2 separate regions of the Danio rerio genome follow, and region 1 is linked to region 2. The links are chromatin contacts, called in public Hi-C maps. All regions are on one chromosome and are shown on one strand. Each heading gives the region's core, a stretch centred on a gene start, on an enhancer-like site or on the middle of the called end of the contact. The rest is flanking DNA. Distances are from core to core; before and after follow the strand shown. Region 1 holds the start of nap1l4a (nucleosome assembly protein 1-like 4a). Region 2 holds the start of osbpl5 (oxysterol binding protein-like 5).

What was found. A called contact is a pair of places that touch in the nucleus more often than the background predicts.
Region 1: a Hi-C map of an unstated tissue shows a contact between it and region 2, with 2.5 times the contacts expected there. The contact joins the promoter of nap1l4a here to the promoter of osbpl5 in region 2. A contact is called at or near these places in 2 of 18 Hi-C or Micro-C datasets (caudal fin and an unstated tissue).

The regions. Positions count from the first base shown.
Region 1 is chr25:24,789,679-24,792,378 of GRCz12tu, reverse strand. nap1l4a (nucleosome assembly protein 1-like 4a) reads left to right here and starts at 1,377. Exons shown (of 15, transcript NM_001089347.1): 1 at 1,377-1,444.
Region 2 is chr25:24,562,817-24,565,593 of GRCz12tu, reverse strand. osbpl5 (oxysterol binding protein-like 5) reads right to left here and starts at 1,313. Exons shown (of 23, transcript XM_068217533.2): 1 at 893-1,313.

The DNA.
Region 1 (2,700 bases), core at 128-2,627, 230 kb before region 2:
ACCGTCATAATAGTAAATTACTGCTCAACCATTACTGTCCCATCTACTCTGATGAGTTATGTTGCTGTTTATAGAAAACAACGATTTAGGCATTAACACACACATACACAGGCTGTGTGTCTTATTCAAAGCACAAAATTGTGAAAAAAGTTTTCAGAAAATGCTGGCTCTTTAAGGGAGCCAGGTGTTTGATTTGTTTACCTCTGAGTGTCCTCCATTCTCTGTCTTTCAATTCAGACGCAGAGTCTGATTTGGTTTAAGTCTTAAATAGGAATCTACAATAAGTAAGTAAAATGTTTTAAAAGGGTTTATTATTTAGTTATATTGTTGTTATCATGAGCTGTATACTTAAAAGCTACATTGTAAGCTAGTTAGCCTCTCCTCATATAACTTCATACATTACTTTTATTCATTCATTTTCTTGTCGGCTTAGTCCCTTTATTAATCTGGGGTCGCCCCAGCGGAATGAACTGCCAACTTATCCAGCACGTTTTTTTTTTTTTTTTACGCAGTGGATGCCCTTCCAGCCGCAACCCATCTCTGGGAAATGCATACACACATACACTTATTACAATTTAGCCAATTCACCTGTACCGCATGTCTTTGGACTGTGGGGGAAACCGGAGCACCCGGAAGAAACCCACGTGCACACAGGGAGAACATGCAAACTCCACACAGAAATGCCAACTGAGCCGAGGTTCGAACCAGCAACCCAGCGACCTTCATTTAGGTACATTTATTATTTGGGTATTGCATTCTGTATAAACCTTATTTTATTTGTTGGAAAAATATATATAAATGTAAATATATACTAAATGTAAACCCTATATGATTTTTTAAAAGAACTGGAACTATAGGTTTAATGTCAACATTTAGTAGCTACTAGAAATCAGTTAAAACCTGTAACATTTGTGCTTTCTTTTATATTCTGCATTCATTTTGATTTGTTTTCATGTGCCCTTTCGTTTTTTCCCCTATAACCTTGTTATATATTTAATGTAAAATCATATTAAATCTCTGTATGGTTTGTACAACATTTTTGTCTGTTTTATATTGCTTTGTTGTTATTATAATAAGAACAATTAACAACATTTTATTTCTCCGTCTCGTATTTTTGGAACGCAATGTCATGTTCATACTTGAACCGTAACAGCCCTTAACTTCAGTAAAATATGTGTGGAGAACTCTGATGTCCTCAAATCCGTAAAGTACAAGTATGCACTGAACAAACAACAAAACAAGTGTGCACTGCAACAAGCGCTCTTCTGACGACTTGAGAGTGTCTCACCAATGACGTTTCTTAATACAGAAGCGCGTCTCCGATTGGCCAACCCACGTGACCCGTGACATACCGTTGTCCAATGAGAAAGGAGAATAATGCGACCTGCTTTCGCACTTCTCCGACTGCTGAAAACGTGAGGACAGTCTGGAGCCTAACGTGTGGGTAAGTCAAAGAAAACATTGTTTTAATCGCGATTAGCGCAGGAGCCTTATGTCTTGTACACTGGAAATTATTTAAGTGCGTTTAAAGGTTTTATTTTTATAGTTCACACGGCTTAGAGCTGTAATAGTTGAGGTGTTGACAGATATGCATGCTTCACATGTGTCCATGGCAGTTAAATGTCCCATGCTCAAGCATGACAGCGCAGTGACAGCAATTTGAGAAACAGCTGATATTTTAAATCACAGTTAATAAGACTTCTTCTTCTTTTAGCTAAATAATATGACATAAACATAATAAAGTCAAACTAATTTTCCCCAAACTCGCAGAAGTAACAAATATGTACTTTATTTGTTAGAAATTTAATATGATTTTCATATTAATGAGCAATGAAAAAACATAGTGATAATTATTTTAAATCAATAATTTATCTAAAATGGCATGCTTGTCAGATGATTAGCAGCTTTGATTGACTGGTCCACTTGCAAAATGCTTATATCATTATGGCCTTAAAGATGCTGGTTTTATAATAACTTTATTTTATTATTATGTAAATTTCACATGCTCAAATCCAATTCATGTTGCAAGAAAAAGAGATTAAAATATTTATAAAAGTGATTTGTAAGTCTAAAAATAAAAAAAACAATTAAAACGGTTAAAATATGCTCCTCCTTTAACATTACCTGTAGTAAAAGTGTATTTAATTACTCTTGATAATAACTAAAATTGGAAAAATATGTGTAATATATTCATATGTAATTTGATGATCATGTATCATCTCCTCGTTTTTTTTTTTTTTCAATTTATTTTCTTTGTTTCTCTTTTAATTATTCTTGTTAAGGAATGTGAAGTGATTTTGTTGTATAATAAAACTCTACCTGCTGATTCTTGTTAATAAAGGAAAAATAATTATAATTATTAAAAATATGGCCTGCTTTAGTAGTTCAAGCCATAATCGAGGTAAAGTTGATTTTATATTTGGACATTCATTCAGTGACAACTTGTGACATGCTCCCTGTTTTGTTTACCATGGCACTTAGAAATTACATGTAAGTATGGCTTGAAAACAAAATTAGCACTATAAACAGTGTTGTACTTTTGATAGTCATTGGCAATATTATTTGTCTATTTAGAATTTGCAATGAGCACTTTCCTGAAATGGTATCATTAAGAAGGAACTCCAAATGTGTGAATCTAAAACCAAATTTACCTCAATCAAGCCATACTTGGAAAAAGTCACATTTTGATGTCCAACAAAT
Region 2 (2,777 bases), core at 64-2,563:
AATAACAAATTGATATTTGATTATTTTAAATACTAGGCTTTGATTATTATTGTTGTTGTTGTCAATAATAATAATAATAATAATAATAATAATAATAATATAATGAACTGGTTTCAAAATTTTTGATTGGTCAATAAATCAGTCACCTTTCTGCAGTGACTATATAACAATATACTAAAGACTGCTTTTAATTTTCTGTGTAGCTTAATTAACAATTATTTAAATAAATATTAATACAATAAAATTGTAGTATTATTTTTATTCATTTATAATTGACCTATTTTTTATAAACCTATATAAAATGTATATGCATCACATAGCCTATTACCCAAACATAAAATAATATATTTGTGCTCAACATAAGCCTAAACACATTTTAAAAATTAATAATATTATTAATATTTTTTTCAAAATAGATAATTGTATTATAACATTTAAAACTGTTAAACAATTACAGGCTAATATTGAAACATGAATATTTAATGTAGCCTAACACAACAATGCATTATTGGCAGTTTTATTAGTAGGCTACTTTTAATGTCTGACAGCTGCTAGGCGTTTTACCAAAAGCATTTTAGTCTATAATGTCTTTTAAAAATGGAGGATGTGGACAACAGACGACTTTTTATGAAATAACACATCCATGCGTCACATTAACTGCAGAGATGACAAACATAACGGAATAACGAGGCTCTGTGCCGTTTAAAGAATCCGTGCTGGTTATAGAAGGATGGATAGATAAATAGAGCCCGGATAGGAAATTCAATAATCACATTCACATCCAAATACAAACAGCCTAACGAATGATTCTTGTAAGTAAACAGCCCAACAGTCCATCGCATCCTCCTTGAAAACAGTCATATAATCATATTTCATCGCAGATTTCTCTCACCTCTGTTGCAGTCGCAACTTCAGCCCCCGAAGACAGAAACGTGGCAGGAGATCTAGACGTATCCAAACGAATTCATCTCAGATCACTGGAAAAGGTCTGGTTGTCTTGTTCTATTCCGACCGCCTTAGTAACCGTCCCTCATGTATTCAATGTAATTGAACTGTAAACGAAGCTCGCGTTTGTCCCAAAACAAAAGTAATGCCGTCTTAAAATGTGCAAAGGCCGATCGAAACGCTGTTTTCCAGACGCGAAACGCTTGGAAGTTGGAAGTTAACCTTGCACACCTGCATCCTTAAGAGGTGGAAGATGATGGAGAGATAAAATAGCGGTCCATAGCATTCCATAACCGCTGGCGTACAGCTGTGTATTCTGGGAGCGCGGACGGCAGGAAATGCCTTTGGAAGAAAGGAGGCGCTTAACCAGCCAGAGTGGAGACGCGGTGCTGGATTTAACCCTCATAAAGCCTGACGTCATTCAGCACAACTTTCAGCGTTCGTGTTTTTTCTGTCAATAGGCTAAATGCAGGGTTCCACACAATTCATTCATGTTATGTCAACACAAATCGATTAAGTTAATGTAACACATTTCAAGAACTGTTGTTTCAGCTCATTTTAAATAAGTAGCTTGAACAAGCTGCAAAAATCCGTTTTTGAGTGTATGACGTTTAATAAGGATAGCTCTGCCCACATCCTACATTGATTCCCACATAAAAAATAGCATAGTATAGCCTACACTGTTAGACCTTACCAGGCCTTTTTACAGTAAAATGCTGGCAACACAGTTTTTATAAGTTTCAAATCATTTTTAAAAATGCCTATCAAAAGAACACACATAGAAACATGTTTGTCAAAAAACAGGCACACACAATTCTCAATAATTATAAAAACAAAAAATAAAGTCGGCCATAGAGATAAAGGATCCAATCTTTATTAATATTTACTTTAAGAAAAGTTCAAGAAAACAAACGTTTCTATTGTCCTTATGAATTCACAGTTGGAAACACAGCTCTGAAAAAAAACTTAGCAACGAATTCACAACCTGGGACCTGACAGTGGAGGTTCAAGATAACAACAACATAACTTACACATACTTACTTTAGAAACCCTCAAAAATATTTGAACACATTACTTATTCGTTGTAGACTCTTTAAAACGTCAGACTCTGCATCTGAACTGTTAAACAGAGAATGGAGCACTCAGAAGTAAACAACATACACATGGCTCCCTTAAAGGGCCAACATTTTCTGATTTTTTTTTTTTTTCACGATTTTGGAAAAAGACAGACATCCTTGGTATGTGTGTGTCAATGTCTAAATCATTGTTTTCTGCATTAAGATAAATGCCCTATATAACAGCATAAAGCATCAGCGTAGATGGGACTGTAATGGTTGAACAGTAATTTACCAATTATTATCACAGCTACTACCTGTAATGGCTACATTAAGTAAATTACTGTAATTTAGTCTTTGCTCATTCCTTAAATCCTGCTCGTTTTACAGTAAAATACTGTTTCCCTTTATTACAGCAAAACACTGGCCTTTTTAAAGTTATTTACTGCATCATCTACAGTAAGGGTTAACAGTGTAGCTAGTACCATTCAGCCTAGTTTGTTTTACTACATCTTACTGCAGCACACTAAAGCATTTTCTAAAGTGAGTTCATAAACAGTAGGGTTAGTACTGGTCCTATAAGACAAGAGTGGGTGTTGTTCAACAATTTTAGGAATACTCTAATAAATGGTTTTGATCCACTTATTTTTGACTACTGTAGGCTACTTTGTAATATACTACAGTAAAAAAAGCAGACAGTGGTATATGCCAATATTCAACAGCATACACTTTATCATGATAATGAACACACACAATATTTATACTGTAAAAATGCAG